Regions from separate parts of the Mus musculus genome. Here region 2 is linked to region 1. Evidence: chromatin contacts called from public HiChIP or PLAC-seq data. All regions are on one chromosome and are shown on one strand. The core of a region is the stretch at or near the end of the contact, and the rest is flanking DNA. Distances in the headings are between cores, read along the strand shown. Region 1 overlaps Slco4c1 (solute carrier organic anion transporter family, member 4C1). Region 2 holds the start of Macir (macrophage immunometabolism regulator).

What was found. HiChIP or PLAC-seq counts read pairs in DNA pulled down with a chosen protein or histone mark.
Region 2: a contact with region 1 is called in an H3K4me3 HiChIP or PLAC-seq map of embryonic stem cells, with 7 times the contacts expected there. The contact joins the promoter of Macir here to the enhancer-like site in region 1. A contact is called at or near these places in 5 of 39 promoter capture datasets (cranial neural crest, frontonasal cranial neural crest, hippocampal neurons and 2 more), 1 of 484 Hi-C or Micro-C datasets (immediate neuronal precursor) and 4 of 115 datasets of contacts at active chromatin or transcription factors (embryonic stem cells, forebrain, large pre-B cells and 1 more).

What each region holds. Positions count from the first base shown.
Region 1 is chr1:96,843,871-96,850,782 of GRCm38.p6, reverse strand. It overlaps Slco4c1 (solute carrier organic anion transporter family, member 4C1), which reads left to right. Exons shown (of 13, transcript NM_172658.3): 3 at 6,128-6,307. Among named protein-coding and RNA genes, the nearest start is that of Panct2, 24 kb to the left of the region's middle. Within about 2 kb of position 1,477, at least 7 of the 459 cell types and tissues checked have an H3K27ac peak or open chromatin away from gene starts, as enhancers often do. A contact at or near this core is called in embryonic stem cells, where this site is marked.
Region 2 is chr1:97,660,672-97,667,343 of GRCm38.p6, reverse strand. It overlaps Macir (macrophage immunometabolism regulator), which reads left to right and starts at 5,326. Exons shown (of 3, transcript NM_133825.3): 1 at 5,326-5,513.

The DNA.
Region 1 (6,912 bases), core at 228-2,727:
ACTTCCTGGTCCTGGCATTCCCCTATACTGGGGCATAGAACCTTTTTACATAAACATGGGGACCAGAGTTCAACTCCCATCACTCCTGTAAAAAGCAAGATGTGGTCATTCATTTGCTTTTAACCCTAGTGCCATGCGAATTTGAGGGAGAACAATTGCTGGGACTTACTGACTTCCAATGTAGTTCTAGTTTCAGTGAGAGATCCTGTGATCTGTGTCTAGGAAATAAGGTGAAAAATGATGGGGCAGGTCATTTGATGTCTTCCTCTGGTCTTCACATACATCCTGTTCTCCATGTTCCCCAAGAGTGTATATACTACATACATAAGGGCACATGCAAAATGGTATAGAAGGAAAATGAGTCTATGTCATGCCTATAATGGATATAAATCAATACATGCAAAAAGTAATTTAAAGGGTTATATAATTCTGTGTAGACTCTTATGCCAAAAATTAAAACCAATTGAAATAATTAAAATATTTTGCACTATTTCCTTTACTTATACCTGGGTCATACTTTTCCAAAGGATTTCCTAAGACATGTTGAATATTAACAGCATGAGCAGTAGAAACAAAATGAATAATTTGGATACACGAAGATCATATGTAGTGTGAAACTTTATGAGACTATAGTCTTAATTCACTGGTTACATCATTCTGAGAATGGAGGCACAAAAACTCCCAACAACCTTTATCCACCTTTGTGTTCTGAAATTGATTCTTGTGACATGCAATGTAGTGTACAGGTATGCTTTGCAAAATTGCAATCAGCCAAACGTGTATATGTAGGAGTTAACCAGTGCTGTGGGTGATACATCTACCCCAAACACCTCCTTACAAAGCAATGAAATCTACACATTTACATTCCTGGTGATTAATTTGAGTGTCTGTCCTCTCTCGCTCTCTCTCTCTCTCTCTCTCTCTCTCTCTCTCTCTCTCTCTCTCGTGAGTACACTGGAGCTATCTTCAGACACAACAGAAGAGGGCATCAGATCCCATTACATATGGTTGGGAGCCACCATGTGGTTGCTGGGAATTGGACTCAAGACCTCTGGAAGAGCAGTCAGGGCTCATAACCACTGAACCCTCTCTCCAGCCCAAGTGTCAGTTTATTAAATTGTGTCTTTAGGTGTTTCGTCTCATTGTTTCGGGTCACCATCTCTGGTCATGTACATTTCCTGTGCCCGTTTACTTTTTTTTTGCTTTTGTGATCAGTTTCCTTGTGATTGATATAAATATATATCTTTCTTTTAATGCAGTGGCATCTCTCTTTTAAAAAAAAATACATACCTGGACCAGATTAGGATCAGGTTCTCAGAGGAAACAGCAGCCAGGCCAACATCTTAGGCAGGCAAAGGCTCTCGGATTTTGGTTCTTTTTACAAAGGTAGACAGACATTTGGGATGCCTTGAGTCAGCTCTTCCTACTCTACTTCTGCATTGTCGAAATGCTGCAGAGCAGGAAGCTTCTGTGGCCACCCTGCACCTGGTTCCTCTCCTGTTACAGGCAGAGACTGCAACTTGGATGTGGGAGGATGGGTGGCTCCTGAGTGTCAGGCAAAGTAGCATTGTTCCCACATCTTTTCTAGGGCCCCATCACCAGCTGCCCTTAGTGAGTTCCAGCCAGGTGCCGAGAGGGACCCACACGCCTGAGAGCAGAGATTCTTTAGTTTTGTCTATCACATTTTAAAGGACTGTTCAAAATACTGGTAAGAGGATAAGCAAGAGGAATGTGGAGTGAGCTAGAAGATACTCTGACTTGGACAGATCAGATCGAAAGAAATTCAGCAGTGTTTCTCTGTCTTTCCAGCTCCAGTTGGTAGGTAGGAAGTTGAGACAAAGGAAGAAAACACACTCACACAAATCCACACACTACTAAGTTCAAACAAAGAGGGCAGAAATGGGGTAGCTTTTGTTTAAACTTACTTACCTTGAAGTACCTGCTACAGTAATTAAGGAGTCGTGGTTTCTTTTGATAACAGCTCTTTACGGTCTGTTCTTCAGTCAAGAGCTTTTCTCTCCAGAATTCTCACTGGAAGCTGGGTCAGAATCCCATTCACCCCACCCCCACCCCCCACCCACCCCTGTGGCCTTTCTTTCTACTCCTGCTGTAGGGTGAGCAAGGGGAAAGCAGAGCTTACCCTCTGTTTGGGCAACTTTCTGGACTTAATGGATCTGAGCAGAGGTAGGGGCCTGGGAAGTTTATGGGGTTTTGTGGTAATGGTTGGACTGAGCACGTGTGCAGACGTGTGCAGATTCTCTTGTGTCAATGTTAATAATAAGTAACTGTATGTCCAATATTAACAGGCAGAACTGACCTCTCACTGGTTGGTCCATTTAAAAAAAATTATTATTTATTAGATATTTTCTTTATTTACATTTCAAATGTTATCCCCATTCCTGGTTTCCCCTCTGAAAATCCCCTATCCCATCCCCGCTTCCCCTGCTCACCAACCCAGCCACTCCTGCTTCCCTGTCCTGGCATTCCCCTACACTGGGGCATCCAGCCTTCTCAGGACCAAGAGCCTCTCCTCCCACTGATGTCCAACAAGGCCATCCTCTGCTACATATGCAGCTGGAGTCATGGGTCCCTCCATGTATACTCTGGTTGGTTGTTTAGTCCCTGGGAGCTCTGGGGGTACTGGTTGGTTCATATTGTTCTTCCAATGGGGCTGCAAGCTCAGCAAATGATCTGTCAATAAGACAAAATTGCAACCAACAGATTGGGAAAAGATCTTTACTAACCCTACATCCATTGCTGGTGGGATTGCAAGCTGGTAACACCACTCTCTGGAAATCAGTTTGGTGGCTCCTCAGAATATATCCAATATATACAAAGAACTCACTCAAGAAGTTAGACTCCAGAGAACCAAATAACCCTATTTTTAAAAATGGGGTACAGAGCTAAACAAAAAATTCTCAACTGAGGAATATCAAATGGCTGAGAAGCCACTAAAGAAATGTTCAACATCCTTAGTCATCAGGGAAATGCAAATCAAAACATCCCTGAGATTCCAGTCAGAATGGCTAAGATCAAAAACTCAGGTGACAGCAGATGCTGGTGAGGATGTGGAGAAAGAGGAACACTCCTCCATTGCTGGTGGGATTGCAAGCTGGTAACACCACTCTCTGGAAATCAGTTTGGTGGCTCCTCAGAAAATTGTACATAGTTCTACAGGAAGATCCAGCAATACCACTCCTGGGAATATGCCAAGAAGATGCTCCAACTGGTAATAAGGACACATGCTCCACTATGTTCATAGAAGCCTTATTTATAATAGCCAGAAGCTGGAAAGAACCCAGATGTCCCTCAGCAGAGGAATGTATACAGAACATGTGGTACATTTACACAACGGAGTACTACTCAGCTATTAAAAATAATGAATTTGCTCTTATACTCTTGCCTCATTCTTGTCTCTTGCCCCCTTTTCCCCTCTATCTCCCCATTCCCTTCACCCCTCTCTCCATGTGGTCAGGGCTGGCCTCTGCTCTCCACTCTCTCCTTCTCTCTGTCTTTCTCTGTCTCTACTACTCTCTTAACTCCCCTCCTCATAACCTGAATAAATTCTATTCTATACTAGAAGAACAAGAAACAAAACAAAACAAGGAAAGGCCATCCTATATGCAGTTACCAAACCCAGACAATATTGTGGATGCCAACAAGTGCTTACTGACAGGAGCCTGATATAGCTGTCTCCTGAGAGGCTCTGCCAGTGCCTGATAAATACAGAGGTGGATGTTCTCAGCCAACCATTGGACTGAACACAAGGTCCCCAATGGAGAAGCCACAGAATGGTTGGTCCATTTACAGAAAAGCCTGGTTCTTATTTTACCTGCACTGCTTTTCTGAATTCATAAACGATATGAGCGCTCCCTCTTGTGGTTATTCTTGAATTGCATGCCATTTACTGTTTAATTTTACCTAACTGTTTAATGCAATGTCCTACAAATTAATGGAATGTAGTGTGATAATTAAAGACACGTGTATAATACTTAATGATCATAATTAGCATTTAGCATCTACCTTTCATCCTTGAGTTACTCATGGGACCTGGGCCCCGTTTGCTGGTTCTTAGTCTTGTTGATAAAAAGCATTTGGAAATGGAGTCAGATGGAAACTTGAAGACCATTTATGGGACCATGAGAGAAAAGCAACTAGGAAGCAACCTGGAAATCCCAGAGGCTTCCTGGAAGAGAAAGAGAGAAAAGTCAAAGAGAAAGCCTTGACTCTGGTAGAGGTCAGGAAAGCAGGGCTGTTTCAGCAATGGAAGTTTGTGTGCAGCTGCTTGGTAGGGTTGTCAAGGTGAATGAGAACTCCCAGGTATCGAGTCTGATCAGCTTCAGATTTTGGCTCCTGTCTGAAGAGGGGTATGTGAAACACACTGCTTCAAGTGAGAACTTGGAAAAAGGAGTGGCAGACCAAGCAGTGGGGGCTGTAGTAACTGAGGATGCTCAGAGGCTTGCTACACTTGCTACCCTTCATAAGGGGATGATTGCTCCTCCCATCTTTTTAATTTAGCTACACATGTACCACCTTTCCCCAAAGATGGTCTCTGGCTAAGTGATTGATGGGATCAGATATATTAACTCTTGCAGGAAAGGACGGCTGTAGTCTTTATAAACTTGTAATATTTGGGTCAGGTTGGAATGTCATGTCTCAACCCAGAATAAGAGATACAATTTAGGAACTTAGGGCTCCTCCCCCTCTCCCTCTCTCCCAGAATTATGGAACAGAGTAGATTAGAGATAATTCAAGAAAATTAAAAATAAAACTGGAGGTCAAGTGTGGTAGTGCATGCCTTTAATCCCAGCCCTCATGAGGCCAGCCTGGTCTACAGACTGAGTTCCAGGATAGCCAGGGATCTGCTACACAGAGAAACCTGTCTCAAAAAACCAAAATGAAAACAAACACCAAACTAAACTGTAAAAATATCTGTGGGTTACAGAAGGAAAAGAATTTTCACTAATGAGCCTCGATAAGCCTTCCTACCCCCTTCTTGCCTAGTTTATAAGGTGTTTGAAATCTTTTTTTCCCTTAGAAGGCTCATTCTATTTTGATAATATATTAAAATCAGTCTATACTGGAAGAACATTTTGAGAATAAAATGAATGAACCATATCGTTTTTGATTTAATAACTTGTGTCATTTCTTTACTGCCTCTATGGACTTGGCTACACACCTACTTATTTTTTCCCTCTCTCTGCATGGTTATGCCCCACTACAAACCCATTAGCTTTTTAAAAGGGTCTTTCATGGTAGAAATCCTGTGTCATATTTTCCTATAATGTTTGGCACTATATCCTGGAGATGATAAGGCTATCTTCATTTACTTTGGAATATGCCTATATTTTCTTATCCCCGATTATCATGTGTTTGCTTGCTTGCTTTTATATGACTTTCCTAACTAACTTGCTGTCTCGCTATTTTCATCTTTTGAAAAAAGTTTGAAAAATTAATTCATATTTTCTGTGCATGAGTGTTATGCCTGCCTGTATGTCTGTGCACCACATACATGTCTGGTGCCCATAAAGATCAGAAGAGGCCCTTGTGAGCTGCCATGTGGGTGCTGTCAATTGGACCTGGGCTCTCTCTACCTGAGGAACAAATGCTGGCCTACTGCTGTGCTGACTCCAGTTCTCATGGGTCTTGGGGTTTGATGATTTTTCTTACTTATCTATATTTCTCAAGCGCATTTTTTGTCCTTATGTCCTCCAGTCTTTACTTCCCTTTCTGTGTTCTGTTGCTAGTAGTTTGTTCTTTTATTTCTAGTTTGTTCTTTCTTTCACAACATTTCCATGAGTTCATCAACCTACATATTGACCTCTTAACTAAGGAGATAAATACATTTTGTGGCCCCCTCATCCTCTTAAATTGGTTACCTACAAAAATTTTTAGATCCAAACCTTAAGTGATATTTCTTTATACTCTAAATTTTGGCATGATAGTAATTCCTAAATGTCTCAAGTAACTTAGATGCTTATTTTGTTGTTTTTATATACACCTTTAACTGTTTTAAATGTGACTAAAATGAAGCAATTGGAAAAGGTAGCTTAGGTGAATGTAATTTGTAAGTAAATATTTATGTTGTTAGCTAAACTTTAAATTCTCATTTTTTTCCCCCACAAAGATACGTGCTTAACAAGGAACAGTACCAGATGTTCATCTTCAACCTCCCTGCTTTCTAACTACTTCTATGTCTTTGTCCTGGGACAATTGTTGCTGGGGACCGGAGGGACTCCGCTCTACACCCTGGGGACAGCCTTTATTGATGACTCTGTGCCCACACACAAATCTTCTCTCTATATAGGTGAGTGAACCCTTGCTATAATGTTTGTAAGGAGGGTCGGTGAACAGCTTACCTAATATGGTTTCCCTTCCTATTGCTAAGGGGAAAAGACAAAGAAAAACAAGTTAGTTGTCACGCCGCAGGCGTTTCATTGAGATCGTTATGATTGTCCAGTTTTACTGTGCTATCAAGTCAGTTGCTGGGGTGCTTGATAGCTTTATGGTGTCTATCCTGAGCAACCTGACATTCCTGCACAGGAGGGAACAACTCAGCAGCTTCTGCTTTGATTATGAAACCCCAGGGGATTGATTTTATTCAGGGTATAGAGGCTTCTTATAAGGATGGGACAAGAGATCATAAGAAAAATCAGAATACTAGTTGCCCAGAACACTATGGAATTCTTCATTTGGAAGCCAGTCTAGGAACCTATCATGACTGCCCTCTGAAAGATCCAACAAGCAGCTGAAAGAGTCAGATGCAGATTTCGCATCTAACCAATGGATAGAAGCAGCTGACCCCTGGTGTTGAATTAGGGAAGGCTGAAAGAATCTGAGGAGAAAGGCCATTCTGTAAGAGGACCAGCAGTCTCAATTAATCTGGAACTCTGAAATCTCTCAAACATTGGA
Region 2 (6,672 bases), core at 4,077-6,576, 810 kb before region 1:
GAACTCATTCTGTAGACCAGCCTGGCCTGGAACTCCCAGAGATCCACCTGCCTCTGCCTTCTAAGTGCTAGGATTAAAGGTATGTGCCTCTAGAGCCTGGCTTTCTATCCCTTTTTTTATAACAAAATTAAGAATTAGATTTTCCTATGCAAACCATAAGGTTCTGTATCTTTCTGTCACCGGTTTTAATTATCTGACCTACTGTTAGGTCACAGGAGGAACCTTTGGATCTTTATCCAGAGGTTGGCTCATAAACAGCTTCTTGGCATCTAGGGATACTAGAGAGTGGTGGGAAGCCCTGAGGTCTTGCTTACAGTATTTACCAACCTCCTTCCTGCAAATGTCCTCACCATGGCTGATTACAAACCACCGATGTCTTAGGAACTGGCTTTGGAAAAACAATACAAAGTTCTGAGTTGGCTCAAAACTCCAGGAGGTCCCCATCTGTTAAAAATAAGCTAACTCTGACTAAACACTACAATGTAAGTCCCAGGACCATCCAGCATAGAGAAATAGGCAGTCTCTGCCTGCACCTGTGGAGAGGTTTGACGGTGAAAGAGCACACAGTGCCAGGAGTCAGGACAACTCCTTTGGTGACACTAACAACCTCAAGGGATAAGTCTGGCTGAGAGGCAATAGTAAAGAATGCTCTCTGTAGAAGGTGACTGTTCCCATACTGCAGTGACAAGAGGTCAGATACAAGTGTGACCCATGTATTGTCTAAATGGAGCTGAAGGGCAGCCTGTAATCTCTCATAAGCTTGCACCCACATTTCCTGCCTTATGCCTGAAAGCTTTGGTCAACAATTCAGATATATTCCATGTAACTTCCCTGTGCTTCCCAACTCAACATGGTCCATGACAATTGTCACTTCTTTTTTTTTTAAATTTATTTATTACGTATTTTCCTCAATTACATTTTCAATGCTATCCCAAAAGCCCCCATACCCTCCCCCTCCACTCCCCTACCCACCCATTCCCATTTTTTTTTTTTTGGCCCTGGCGTTCCCCTGTACTGGGGCATATAAAGTTTGTGTGTCCAATGGGCCTCTCTTTCCAGTGATGGCCGACTAGGCCATGTTTTGATACATATGTAGCTAGAGTCAAGAGCTCCTGGGTACTGGTTAGTTCATAATGTTGTTCCACCTATAGGGTTGCAGATCCCTTTAGCTCCTTGGGTACTTTCTCTAGCTCCTCCATTGGGAGCCCTGTGATCCATCCATTAGCTGACTGTGAGCATCCACTTCTGTGTTTGCTAGGCCCCGGCATAGTCTCACAAGAGACAGCTATATCTGGGTCCTTTCAGCAAAATCTTGCTAGTGTATGCAATGGTGTCAGCATTTGGAAGCTGATTATGGGGTGGATCCCTGGATATGGCAGACTCTAGATGGTCCATCCTTTTGTCACAGCTCCAAACTTTGTCTCTGTAACTCCTTCCATGGGTGTTTTGTTCCCAATTCTAAGAAGGGGCACAGTGTCCACACTTTGGTCTTCATTCTTCTAGAGTTTTATGCGTTTAGCAAATTGTATCTTATATCTTGGGCATCCTAAGTTTTGGGCTAATATCCACTTATCAGTGAGTACATATTGGGTGAGTTCCTTTGTGATTGGGTTACCTCACTCATGATGATGCCCTCCAGGTCCATCCATTTGCCTAGGAATTTCATAAATTCATTCTTTTTAATAGCTGAGTAGTACTCCATTGTGTAAATGTACCACATTTTCTGTATCCATTCCTCTGTTGAGGGGCATCTGGGTTCTTTCCAGCTTCTGGCTATTATAAATAAGGCTGCTATGAACATAGTGGAGCATGTGTCCTTCATACTGGTTGGGACATCTTCTTGATATATGCCCAGGAGAGGTATTGCTGAATCCTCCGGTAGTACTATGTCCAATTTAATTACAATATGGATAATATGTTGAAGCCTTAGTCCCTGCCCCCAACATACACTTTGGACTTATCCTCATGTGACAGTGAATAGAGGCATTGCCTTCAGGATATTTCTTCTTATGGTCTGTAGTTGCCCAAAGCCTGTATCCCAGAAACCAAAGAGTAGGTTGGCAGAGCAACTGGAAAGACAGAAAGAAGAAGAAGAAGGTCTTTCCTGAGAGGTTTCCCTGTAGCTGGAATGGAGGACATGAGAGCAGCAGTTCCGGGATGCTGCAGCCTGAGGCCCAGCTCTAAGGACACCTCAGGGTCCTAAAGATGAATTACTGAGGATGTGAAATGCTCAGCAAAATGGCCCCACATCTCAATATTGCTTTGGCTTTAAGTAGTGAAGAGAAGGAAAGAGCCAGGCACGGTGGCACACATCTTTAATCTCAGCAGTTGGGAGGCAGAGACAAAAGGGTCTCTGTAAGCTAGTTGGAAGGCAGCCTGTTCTACATAACGAGCTCCAGGCCAGCCAGGACTAAATAAAGAGACCCTGTCTCAAACAACAACAACAACAACAACAACAACAACAACAACAACAACAACAACAACAAACTAAACAAAGAAATGAAGAGTGGAAAGGACCTGAAAGGAAGGGATCATATATTTAAGGCAGGGCCATCCCATTTATGGACATGCACACTGTGATACATGGCTGTAAGTGGCAGTTCTGGAAAGGACCAGGGAAATGAGTGATTGATAAGGGATGCCTGTGAGCATCGGGGCAGGAGGAGAGCAGATTCTGTGGTACACTTCCCTTTCTCCTTGCCACAGATGCCTCCTCTGCAGTTATCTTCTGCTGCCGTGGAGCCTGCTTCCACAAGACTGGTTTTGCCCCCTGATCCCAGGAGCCTCCACCTTCATTTTCCAGGTAGGGACTGTGGAGTGGTATCTCAGCCCCTTCACTGTGGGAGACCTCTACTTGGCATCTGAGATCTCTGCTGCATTCAGTTAAGGTGTTGGTAGACATAGCCATGGCCTGTACTTTTTTATGGCACCCTGCTGGAAACAAGGTTTTTGGTTTTCTGTTTTTTTAAAAAAGTCGATGTGTTATTTCTTGCATACCTACCATTGTAGTTTCAGGTGTGATCTTTTTTTTTTTTTTAAGTTCACTTATCCTGTTCTTTCAATCTGGCTGTTTGCTAAGTGGTAATCCATCAATGAATAATTCTTCCCAGACAAGTGACATTTGAGAAGTGATTTTATTTTTTTGGGGGGGTGGGGGGGGAGGAAGGATATTTCAAGGCCAAGATATAACCACAGAGGTGACATTTGAGATAGAGCACCTGAGCTCTAGGTTCTGAAAGGCCTTGTGGATTAGAAGTTCAAGTTAACATTTGGGGCCACTCTTTTTCAAGCATGTTTGTCTGTCCTCTCTCTTGCTCTCTCTCCCCCTTTTTTCCTTTTCTTTCTCTCTCTCTTTTCTTTCTTTCTTTCTTTCTTTCTTTCTTTCTTTCTTTCTTTCTTTCTTTCTTTCTTTCTTCTTTCTTCTTTCCTCTCTCTCTCTCTCTCTCTCTCTCTCTCTCTCTCTCTCTCTCTCCTCCCTCCCTCCCTCCCTCCCTCCCTCCCTCCCTCCCTCCCTCCCTCCCTTCCTTCCTTCCTTCCTTCCTGGATTAACTTTTTCTTAATGGAACATCCAGAAAGCTCGCAAAGTGTTTCCATCTTGCTTTCTTCTTTCATAGGCACACAGCTACCATCCTGAGCGGCCCCACATATTCTAAATATGATAGTCTCTAGACATAACCATCATGAACCACATATAAAACCATGCTGGCCTAGTGAATTAGTTTAGGTATTCATTGTGACACTGGAGAACTAACCTAACTTTTGATTGGATGAAGAGTCTCAGAGGTGGGAACCTAGAGTGGGAGACAGCTGGAGACAAGGCTAGCTTTCAGCCTAATGAACGGAGAGACTAGTCGGAACTTTATTGCTTCTGGCCAAAGAACATTGCTAAAATTTCAGAACAAAGGCCAAGTTACAAGGTGTTCTCTTAAAAAAATTATGAGTTCAGACAAAATGAAACTAAGCTTCTTGAAATAATTTGTAATGTTTCCGAGGTAGTTTTATAAGAACGAACATCAGAATACACTGCTGTGATAAATGTTCAAATCTGAAAATACTTGGAGCATCTTCTACTAAGGTACCCATGGTGGTGGGGCGGGGAGGGGGGGGCACAAAACAACTGAACAAATAAATATAAAACAAAATTTAATCACTTGAGCATTCAATACCTGTACAGTGTACTAGGGTCTATCTATATTTGATAAGTTACATGAATATCATGTTGGGGAAGAGTAACTGAGAACATTCATGAATCTGGCCTCTTCCTTCCTTTTTCTGATACTTACATCAGAGCATATGAGAAGCAATTGAGTAAGTGTCCTTCAGTTGCAGAGAAACCAGAAGCCACATCTTGGAGCCAGAGTGTATTTATTAACCTTGGTAATTTGGGGGACATATATAGACTCTGGAACATGAACTATTTGCTTTAAGTTTGTATTAGTCTAGATGAAATGTATGACTTTATGTTCAGATAAAGCACCGTTTAAAAGGCCACACAATGCAGGAACCTGAATTTAAATTTATAAATACACAAACAGCTCAGCTATATGAAAGGTCTGTGACTTCAAGGATGTAACTCATGTTTTCTGTCTTAAAAATGTGGACTAGCACAGTTGAGAGCTGCAAACTTGGGAATGTGCGTCAAAAGGGTTGGCACCTAGAGCTAAATAAATATCAGCAAATATTTGTAATGCTGCATTGACCACTTCGGCAGGGGAGTGGCATATGGACTGAGAAAAGAAAATCTTGTTGGGATGGCACCTCATCCCTGTAATCCCAGCGCTCTGGAGACTAAGGCAGAACGGTTCTCCGGAGCTTAAGTCCGGCCTTGGGTACAGAGTGAGACCTTGTAAAGACAGAACAGGAAGGAAGCTAGAAAGGAAAAGAGAAGAGAAACAAGTGACTCAGAATTTAGTCTTCACCCCGCCCCCATATTTAGTTGTTGACATTTATTATTATTATTATTTATTATTATAGTATAATTTTAACTTCATGGGCTTCTGCTCTTCTCAACTTCTGATCAGCAGAAACTCAAAAATCACAGCCATCCCCACAGAGTTTAGCACACCGCTCTGTGGGAGCGGCCCGCATTGTCAGGCCTGTGAGCTGCGGCTCCCCGGAGGGTGCGGCGGACTTTGGTCCGGGAGCAGTGTGGCATCACGCCGCCGCCTCCCGTCCCCGCAACAGCCTCCGGTTCTGCGCTCTCACGCCGCCGGCCCAGCCGCCCGCCCAGCCGAGCGTGCGAGCCTGGCGCAGGAGGCGGGCTCTGCGCTTCCCGGCCTCGCCTCCGCAGCCCGCGGGAGGAGGCGGGAAGGCGGGCGGAGGCGGGGGAGGAGGCGGGACTACGGCGGGCCGTAGCTGGCGCCGAGCGCGGTGGGAGAGCAGCGGGTACCCGGCTGGCTCCGCTGGCGGCCTCTGCCCACACCTCGGCGCCGCAGCCCCGCGCCTCGCCCGCCCTTGGCTTCGGGGTCTGCGGCTGCCGGCCATAGAGGAACCGGCGGAACCCTGGACGACCGGTACGTTGGACGGGGAGCGCCACTCCTCCTGCAACCTTTTGTGCTGCAGAGGTGGTGGCGGGGATGGGTGGGGTACGCGCGTGAGTGTGGGTGCCCCAGTCAGCGAGCCACTGTGCCAGCCCCAGGCACGGCGCCGCCCCTTCCTCCTCGCCTCGTGTCCCGGCCGGGCGCGCGGTGTGTGCGCAGCGCAGGGAAGCCCCGGGCCGCGCCGGCCTCCGCGATGGCTGATGGCTCGGTGACACCGGGGCTGCGAGCGGCGCTGGTCCCTGAGCCTTGGTGCGAATGGCTGGCGTGGTGGTGGGGGGACTGGAGCCTGGGGTGGGGCCCGAGCGGGGTGCGAGAGCCCGCAGCTTCCTGGCACAGGGGTGGGGCCGGCGACGCGGGAGTGTGCGGCGCGGGTGAGTGTGCGGGGGCGTGCGCCCCGTGCGCGCGCGGCGAGCGAGCGAGCGAGCGGACGGACCGGCGGGCGGGCGGGCGTGCGCTCGCCGCCGACATGCGGTGCGGGGACTCTGCGACCCGGAGCGACGCTCCCGCGGTGCCAAGGTGCGGAAGTCTGAGCGCGTCGGCGCGCGCCAGCTAGGCGGCTCGCCCTACCCGCAGCGCCAGGCGGCAGGCCCGGCGGAGGCCCATTGAGAAGTAACGCTCGCCCGGCTTGCCGCGCCTCTGGCCCCAACGGTGTACAAGCCGCGGCTGCGGGCTACAGATAGCGGCGGGAGACAGCCCCTGGCGACCTTATCTCGGCCACCAGTGCGCGCTGCACCCCGCGGGCGAGGCCGAGGCCGGTGCGGCGGCTGGTGACGGACAGACGGACCGGCGGTGGCGGAGGAGCGCCTGTGGACTGGGGAATCGCGGCCGGGCGCTGGCCAGAAACTAAGGCGGCAGATGTCTCGGGCACCGCCACCCTCGCCCCACCTGTCGCTGGTGGACTTTGGGGCGGGTGGGAAGCCTAGGAAAGGGCGCCTGGCAGCGGCCGGCGCTCAGACCTTGAGAAGCGGCCCATTGTGAAGCTGCCAAAGTCGCTCTAGTGGTGGAATCTGCAAATCTCGGCCAGGAAGGAACCCAGTTCGCGAAGGGAAGGACAGCCGCGTGCTTTCCCCCTGGCAAGTGTCTGGCTCGCTAGAGACTCCCGGGCTCTCTGCCCACGCCGCTTTGCTTAGAG